2 separate regions of the Gasterosteus aculeatus genome follow, and region 2 is linked to region 1. Evidence: chromatin contacts called from public Hi-C data. All regions are on one chromosome and are shown on one strand. Each heading gives the region's core, a stretch centred on a gene start, on an enhancer-like site or on the middle of the called end of the contact. The rest is flanking DNA. Distances are from core to core; before and after follow the strand shown. Region 1 overlaps rhobtb2a (Rho related BTB domain containing 2a). Region 2 overlaps bin3 (bridging integrator 3).

The links. A called contact is a pair of places that touch in the nucleus more often than the background predicts.
Region 2: a contact with region 1 is called in a Hi-C map of skeletal muscle, with 5 times the contacts expected there. The contact joins two enhancer-like sites. A contact is called at or near these places in 2 of 6 Hi-C or Micro-C datasets (skeletal muscle and whole body).

What each region holds. Positions count from the first base shown.
Region 1 is chr13:13,705,956-13,710,630 of fGasAcu3.hap1.1, forward strand. It overlaps rhobtb2a (Rho related BTB domain containing 2a), which reads left to right. Exons shown (of 11, transcript XM_040195923.2): 11 at 1-915. Among protein-coding and RNA genes, the nearest start is that of rhobtb2a, 11 kb to the left of the region's middle. Within about 2 kb of position 3,141, at least 1 of the 9 cell types and tissues checked has open chromatin away from gene starts, as enhancers often do.
Region 2 is chr13:13,782,788-13,787,351 of fGasAcu3.hap1.1, forward strand. It overlaps bin3 (bridging integrator 3), which reads left to right. Exons shown (of 9, transcript XM_040196185.2): 9 at 2,076-3,421. The coding sequence ends at 2,222. It overlaps acsl2 (acyl-CoA synthetase long chain family member 2), which reads right to left. Exons shown (of 21, transcript XM_040196180.2): 19 at 4,490-4,564; 20 at 4,333-4,404; 21 at 3,476-4,231. The coding sequence ends at 4,091. Among protein-coding and RNA genes, the nearest start is that of acsl2, 13 kb to the right of the region's middle. Within about 2 kb of position 2,909, at least 2 of the 9 cell types and tissues checked have open chromatin away from gene starts, as enhancers often do.

The DNA.
Region 1 (4,675 bases), core at 1,891-4,390:
ATGCAATGAGTTTGAACACTGTGCAGGGTTCATGCCCATTTTAGAGCTGGAAAATTTAAACTAATTAAAGATTCAAACCACCAAGGCCACACTAGACTAACAGAATGACAAACCATAGATGTCTGACATTTATCATGAAGTGAATGCAGGGATTTCAAATCTGTTCCATCATTTTTAAGTCGCTTTATGCTAATGCGCTACAATTTTTGAGTCTGTATAATTCCAAAATGCCGACACCGTGTGGCAATTGGAAGCCAGATTGTAACTCAAACATGTAAATATAAATTATGGGGTGACTTTCAATTCAGACTTAGCATAGCAATTGCAATTGCAATAGCAATACAAGCTATTGCATAGTTTAACATATACATGTTTTTGTACTATGCATATTGAAAACTCTGACTTTGAAATTACAAACTTGCACTGCTTTGTGGCACCAGGTTATATTCAAAGTGTATTAGAAGTTATAGACACATCATTATTAGATATGTACACAACATCAGGTAAAAAAAGAAAAAGATTTGATCATAAATTACAAAGAAGTTGTTGCTGGAGCCCTTCTCCATATGTTTGGGTGCTAATTTCACGCTGCAGAGAAGCACAAACCAAAGGGAGCTTTAGCAGCACCAGGAATATATTATATGCTGCACAATCACTACTGCATAGATTAAGAGGCCTTGTTTAAAACTGGTTGAAAAGTAAATATTACAAAAAGGATAATTCATGAAAAGAAAAAAAAGAAAAACTGAATGTTTTCTCAGTGTTCAAAACCTGGATGACATTTTCTTTAGTCACCAGGTATTTGGGTTCTCAAGAGCTGTTTTGATTGTTTAGAAGCTGTAAACCTAAAATCCCGTAGCATGTGTTCTTGAAAATGTTTAAATACTATTTATTAAATAAAAAATGAGCAACGTGTGCCGTCTTTGTTTTCTTAACCCCTTCTAATGATGTCAAATCAAAAAGTTTGCAGCCTCACAGGACAGTGGGCTTGTGCACTGTGCAGCAACCGCACCTGAACCAGAAGAAGAAACCTGCAGCAAATACAAGTGGAAAACCTCTCAGAGATGGTAATGTTTGTCTCAAATTATCAATGTAGCTATCGCTAATCTATGAAGACTGTGGTGCTCACGCAGTGACATATTTAATAGTTACGTTCCTACATTAGCGCTTTAATTAAGAAGTACCCCTGATGTCAGTTAACAGTTACTTTCCATAACTTGCGAACACTAGTTTACAGTTTAAGAACTTTACTGCTGGACAGACGACTGACACAGAACACAGCTACTGAGCCGTCATTCACTAGAAGCAACGCGGTGAAAGTGACACTTGTCCAAAGCTGTCAGTGTCGACAGGCCTCCTTTCAGCTCAACTGTCAGATTATATTATATACAATTTGAATCAAACTGATTTAAACAGAGAGAAGCAAAACCCATTTGTCTGTCCAAAAGAAGGACTTTTTTACCAACCGAGTGCTGCTGTTCTGCATACTGCTTTGGCACCATAAATATTATGAATGGATTTCCATTGATATATTGGTATGTCTTTGATACTAAAGCTATTTGCTGCATGTTTAATATGGTAACAATATCCAATCTTTTTGTGGCTACTTATCGTCCCTTTTTGTCGTATTAAACAAAAGCAAATTCCTACAAAGAGGTCTGAAATATTCTTGCTAATAGATTTCTTTTTCTTTGTGTAGGTCATTTTATGTGATGCGCAAGCGCGTTTTTTCAACACTAGAGTGCAGTAATGGATAAAGCCAGCATCATTACCTCAACGGACCAGGCCTTTGGTCACAAGAAACATAAAGGTCCACAGCATATTGCAAACTTCTATGGTTTGAATACGGTTTGAGTAATCATTTAAATATGAGGCTGATCTCTGGTTTGGGGCTTCCATGCAGCCCTGTATTATCTGCATTGCCTGTATCGATTACTGGTACACTGGTCATCTATGTCACCAGAGGGTGGTGCTAGCACTTCATACTTGTGAGTCATTCAATGATCAACTGATAAACCAAGGTAACCTATCGATAGTTTAAACTATCCAGAATGTCAGATGGTATAAATAGTAAAGTAGACACTATTAATATTGATTTTGACTGATGGATCCTTCAATCTCTGTTTGATAGTAGTGAAGCTACAGACATTAAAAATCCTTCTTTCAGATTTTCTGATTGCAGTTACTTAATTGATTTTCTGCAGAGAGCTGCACACACTGTGCCTGCTTCCAGTACCAGTTTACGAATCAGTACTCTTTAGTACTAACTCATATTTAATAGGGAAATACTTATTTATGTAAATAACTCAAACCATGACCCTAAAATAGATCACTAATTGTAACCAATTTATTGAAAGAGTTTGGACGTAACCCAGCAAAACTACAACTTGAAGTTTGAGTGTTTTCTTTCAATATTGAATTTGGATGACACGTTCATCTCATGCTTGTGTTAATAAATGCACACTCCAATAGTCCAAATGATATTTGCTTAAATAAAAACAAAGGCAATGATTTTGAGAAGAGAATTACATTGACATTAAAGACCCTAAATTATCTTTAAACCACAGACTCTGCAGAGAAAAACATGTTTTTGTACGGGACGACTGTACATAAGGGTCATACATCTGAAACGTTTGTCAAAGCAAAAATGCTCTAGTTGTCATGCCAGATATTAAATATGTGTTTTCTTCAGTGGATCGTGTTCTTTTGTGGTTGAGCGACAAATTGAGAGAGACACAGCTCGCGATACACAAGGATCAAGTGCACACCAAATCCGATATCTGTAAATTGAAAACTTAAATTGAAAGCCACCTCGATTCAGGAGGTAGCTTATGAATTCCAGAGCTAAGCAGTCTCGCTGCAACATGATCTATTGCCCTTTTCTCTCCCAAACTCCATTTGATCTATGGTCGTATTATCTATAATGCTGTCTTACGTGATTCGCTTTTATTGCCAGAATCCGTGTCGGACAGCAAAACAGATTACACGTTGGATTAAATCAATACAAACTTTATCTACTGGGCTTTTGGAAATGTAATTCTCCATTTCTCCAGACACTCCAGCAGGCACGCGCGATTGAAGGGTGATCAGATCGTTGGCTTCGGTTCCGCGGTTTGTTCCGCGGGTCCGACGCGCGCTCCGTCCGGAGCGTCCAGAGCCGCTGCTGTTCTCCGCCACTCATCCCTTTGCACCCAGTAGCGGGAATACAGAATATAGTGGCCGCTCAGTTTCAAATCCACCCACTGTAACACCCACTTCATTACTGGGACGGGAAGCATGCCTGCTGAGTAATTGGAGTGGAGCGCGACGGGCAGTACTCCCATAAAGCCGCCTCTAAATAGGTGCTCTCAGCCGAAAACAAAAGCAAAGGGCCACGGAGACCGCAGATTTCTGTGTTCAAACTTCAGAGCAGCGATTCGACACTCAAAACGTATGTGTTCGCGAAACCTGGCTTGCGTCTCAGTGAAGCGTCAAATGCCTCAAAAGAAAACACTTTAATGGATCCTAAAGTGTAACAACAACTTTAGGCTCATGCAACATTTGGAAATCAAACAGAGCTGACCATATTATTACAGGAACGCTCTGGGTTTTTTAAAACATGTACCGTGATTGAAGAATACAAGACTGTTCACATTGCGTTTTTCATCTTGGCACCAATATGTTTTTTAAATCTTATCACCGAAGAGAGGAACCGCTCCACACAGCGTCTTTTTCCACATCGCTCCCACTTTTAGTCCCTAATCTCAAAACTTTTGAGAAGTCTGCTGTCTATGGGCATTAATCCCTTTTAAAAAGCCTAAATAGTTTTGCACTTTCAGTGTTCGAGTGGAATGCAATACACAAAATTTTGTTAAATTAACTGACAGCAAATTATCTGAAACACTAATTTTAACTTATTTATCCCAAGCAACAGACAATGACCATCATATGTTAACGTGAGACCTAATGCTCTTGACAGTATTACATAATTAGTGTCTTTGTCGAAATTAAAGTTAATTCTTTGGAGGAAATACTGCCTTTTTTCAGTCTCACAAGCGGATGCAATTTGTCTGAAGGAGGGAAACCAGTCCGTCAACATCGGTCATTGAAGACACTGGCAGGGATAAGGAGCCAAATGTGTAAATGGACCAACAAGATACATATCTTAGTTAGAAAAGTGTGAGAACTCCTCTGTTGTGTTGTTTTAAGAGGTCAGAAAGTCAGCGCACCTTTGAATCACATGAGCAAAACAATGTTTGGCACTGATCGTCTCCCCTGATATACAAAAGATCCTCATGTTTAAACAATGTTTCCATTGTTACTTTGTTTGATAGAGATGCAAAATAATTATGTTAAAATATAGGCCCTCGGTATCTCAATTCAACATTAATATATTCTGTAAGTGCCAAAATGCTTCTAGGATTTCTTTCCGACCGAAAGGAAAGGATACGTTTTTTAATGTTGTTGGAAGCTCTTTGGAAACCAACCTCTTTGGCTACAGGACAGAAAATGTGTCAGATGAAGCTTTGCCTGAAGAAAAGAAGAAAAGAACAGGGGAAATTAAGACGATTCCAAAAATAACCAAAGAACTCAGAACTAGAAAGGATTAAAAAGCGGTGTATACTGTATATTTGGCTGCATGACACCTGATCCAGGTGTGCTTTTGGCAAAGCTAAAGAACGTTTGAGTTTCCACC
Region 2 (4,564 bases), core at 1,659-4,158, 77 kb after region 1:
CCAGTGAGGCCTCGTCTGTCTGGCTCCACCGCGGCCCTGCATGTCGTCCTCCAACCTGAAGCTGCTCTTAAAGCAGCTGGGCGTTTCAAGTTAGCGCCACCATGTCCCCCTCCCCCACCCCAGACCTGGCTGGCCATGTCATTTCCTCTATGGGACAGTCGCTGGCACACTCCTAATCAGTAAACTTGATTATCCTGGTCCTAATGACAATTATGGAGTTCTATGTTGTACTTTGAACTCGAAAATTAGAAAACTGAAGAATCTGTTAAGACCAATAAGAATAAAGACCTGAGCCACGGTCGAGATTTTAACCTGGCTTCGCAGGGCGCGACGTTTGTTATCATTTAAACTTATGCCTTTTTGTATTCCCGTATCTCCAAGCACATGAATGAGCATTTACACATGTTTACACACACACACACACACACACACACACACACACACACAGCCACACGTGGGTGGCCAGTGGACCTCATCCCAGCCTGCAAGTACTTGGTTTCATCCTCCACTCCCTTCTCTCCCAGCCGCTGTTGCTGCTCGGCTCCCAGCGGCAGCAGGAAAAGGCACAAGGCTGCCTTTGTTGTGAGCCTGCGGTCTCACTATCACGAGTCCCGTCCTCAAACTGTCAGTGGGACGCTTGGCTTGGCCTTGTCCACCTGTACAGATGTTGATGAATTGAGACATTGTCTCACAGTTTTGTATTCTGCGCTCCATGTGTTCTTTAAAAACATTTGAAAGATTGCCTTCTTTGTCATTTTCTCAGTTGTTTCTTTGACTCCTGAAACCGTGGTCACACAATGTTTTGAGGACGTAGTGGATAGAATGCAGCATACATTATTCATTATCTTTGTGGGCTAAAAGGTCAAAGTGTAACTTCCCAGTATACATATTAAGCAGCTGAGACAGTGGTATGTTAAAATGTCCAGACACAAGACATTTAATTTCAAGCTCTGCTTCAGCCAAAGACGCCTTTTTGTATCGTAGGTGGTCACAGGCTGCGTTTACTCCTCCCGGTGAGTGGACTAATTATAATAGCTGAGTGTCTTTGCTCCAGAGGCCACTCAGAAGCTGATCTGGTGTACATTATCATCACTGGTCAAATGGACATTTCCGATGGCCCTTTCAACAAGCCGTTTTGAGCAAAAGAATATCCGCTTTACCCCCTCAAACAGCAGTAACCCGATACTTATGGCCCACTCATGTGGTTTAGGTGGCAAATGTTGGTATAAACATACAGAGGTCTTTCAGGCTGAGCACTTAAAAAAGCTTGTACAAGGTGGTTCGGAAACTTGACTTGTTGTTCCTTTGGGGTCTGACGTTGTCAAATCTGTTCATGACAGAGTGAGGCAAATGTTAGTTCTGTATAAGATGCACGACTCCTGGTTATTTCCTGCTCAACCGAGCCCTGAGTCGGTTGGGATGTAGTAGGTTGGTTGGTTGCTGTTGCTGTTTGGGCCGACAATAGGACACACGTGTAATTTCTGAGAAGTCTATGGTGCCCTTGAGTGCGTGGTATCAAATGCATCGCTGCGTGAATTAATATGAAGATGTGTGTGTGTGTGTGTATGTGGGGGGGAGGAGGTTTAAGGGGTTGTATTTCCCAGTACTTTCATTCTCTGCCTACTCTTCTGGAGTCTTGTAATGTGATTAAAGTCTATTAATCATCAAAGCAACTCTCTAGGGAGCTTGACTCATGAACTGTGGGGAAGAAGCAGGGGTGGGAAGTGTCAAGAAAGCTTTCAGTAAACACTCTCTATCTCTTGTTCAGATCGGGAGAGAAAAGCAGGGTCACTACCCACTGAAGTATCGGGGTTTTTGGGGCTTTGTCGGAGTTGTTTGATATCCGTGGGCTCCCTCTTCTCCTTTCAAATCACTTCTCATTAGCAGAGTTGAAGAGGTACGAGACCAGCAGCTTCAGACTAGCGTGAGTAAGAGCAAGGTTAGATCGTGCTAGCAGAGTCCGGATATGAATTTGTTGGAGTTTTTCCCCCTCAGAGGCTTGTAAGAAAGGTCCGTGGACCCTCCCCACTTTCCATCTGACAGGACCATTTTCTTTTCCCCTCCCCGCTCCCCAGGTTGTCTACTATACCGAAATGTACAAGATCTTCAGCGAGTTAACGGACCAGATCGACCAGGCAGGGCTGACAGACGAGCAGAGGGAGAGGGAGACCGAGGCCAAGCTCAGCGAGTTGCGTGCTCTGTCCATTGTTGCCGACGACTGAGGGAGGACCGTCGAAAACCGGGAAGGGTTCCTTTCATGCCTCTCTGAATGGATTGCAGTCTTTTCATGCTCCTTCGTGCAGTTCAAACGGACGGCATTAGCCTTAACCTGATAATCAGATTGTTTCCTTGCGGCCTCATCACCCCCCCTCTCCCCCCACCCCCCTCCTCTTGCGCTACAATCCCATGTTTTATCCTTTCTACAGACACTTTCTACAGAAGCTGAAATGCCACATTAAACTAAGCCATTAGCGACGTGCAGCATTATAAGCCAATGTTTTTTTTCATTATTTTTTTTTTAAGGAATCAAACTGTTCTCGTCAGAACTAATTTACAAGGGTACACTTTGTGGTGACAGAGTTGACTATTAGCATTTGCTTCTAGAGCAGGAACGTTGTCATTAGTCTGCAATGTCACTAAGAAATTTTAAAACTGTCTTTTAATGGCCTACGTTTTAAACAATAAAAACTACAAGCGGAATGTTATGCAATATACTGTAGGTTCCCGGCAATAAAATGTAAGTGTGTATTTCGGCCTTTGGCGAAGTCCAGCATTGTGCCATGTTATGAGGCCTTGTCATTGGGGTTTATTAGAACGGTTTGACAATCACCTGCGCATGAAGTGCCTACGTTGTGCTGCCTGTGGACGGAGCGGAGGGAGGTTGTGCAGCAGTGTTGAAAGGTCGACCACTCGCACCCGAAGAGAACAAGCTGCTGTATGAAGTCTGATCAAAAACAAAGGCTGGTGCTCCCTCTAGTGGAAGATATCAATCATAACCGTTCACACATCCATCCTTTATGTTGTGGTTCCGTTTGTTTGTTAGCAACACATTTCCATGAGTTTTGAACCAAATCATTGCACTCCTGTGTTTCCATCAGGTACGGCCTCAGTATCGACACGTATGACCTGTGGATACACACGTTGTTCCAATATCATGTGAAGGGGTTTCATACCAAGAACTTAACTATTTATTCTTACACATATTTTGAAATTACTAAAACAAATAGTTTTTATTTTACTTACACATGTGCATTAATGAAGGTTTTTGGAAATAATGAAGTTAAGTGAAGAGAAATCTTCACACCAAGTAATTAATAGACTAGACCAATTTTCTTTCATGTATTGTACTAAATCTGTGAAATTATGAATTTAACCATCATTGTAATGTATAGTCTATTGTGAAATAAATTAACTGAGAATAGCTGTGTGCTGTGTGTCGTATTTTTGCCGAGAATTGAAACCACAAAAGAAATCTGTTACTAATCTTTATTTGTGTTCAGCTTCTTTACTGGAACTAGTCAGTAGTGTCCTGTTAGCGAATGTCCTATGCAATATGTACAGTTCAACCTTTCAAGTCATTTAGTTTTCATGTGATGATTACATGTTCACTTGTTTATGAAATCTTGCAGAACTGGCAGGAGGAATACCCAGTAGACGCGCTCGATCAAGAGTGTTCATGAAAAGCTTACGTCAAGGTGATACAAGGGCCCGACAACCCTAAAGTTAAGTTCTTAAAAAGATCAGGACTGTGTGAATTGGATGTCTAACTTAAGGTCTGTGCAGGTTTATTTGTATCTCTACAACTATACAATATTTATGTATCAGTAAAATCTCCCAGTCAGTTACAACTGTGAGTGACCTAGACAACAGGGAAATTGGAATTTAAAACAAAGTGGTTTGGTCCCAATCTGTTATTTTTCATGTGAAGTTAACACAGTAGAGATGTATGCAGCAGGTGGATTTGAATGAAAGACTGATTCCAAATGATCGTTGTATATTTTTAAATAAGGCAGTGTCTTGTCCTGTGTCCCTGTCCCTTATTTTTTGTTATCCCTCATTGGACACCAGTGACCTTAGTGTGTGGCCTCCCTCAAAAGGCCGTCTTGCTGTACATGCTTGATATTTGTATCTGAAAGGTTCTGCGGATGTCAGCGCGTCTGCTTTTGAGCGTCGGGGTGAGAAGGCCGTTGGCGATGCTGAACGTCTCTGGATGCAAATGAAGGTCCTTCACCTGAGAGAAAGGTGGAGGACAAAAGCACAACAACGGTGAGTCTTGTAAAGTTGGTTGGTTGCAGATTTTCATCGAGCCCAATGTCAGCAGAGACTCCTCACTTGTTCAAAGGACTTTAGCCCCGCTTTCTTCCCCACCGCGTTCATGTCCTCCAATACTGCATTCTTCAAATCCTATTGAAAGATCAATAACTCAGTTTTGTCTGGGATGATTTCAAAAAGGTAAAATGGTTAAGAAAGTTTGCTTTAGATGACCTACAGGGTTCTGGCAGAGCTCTTCATAGGATCCCACAAATCCTCGGCCTTTAGCCCAATCCACAAACACCTCAGGATC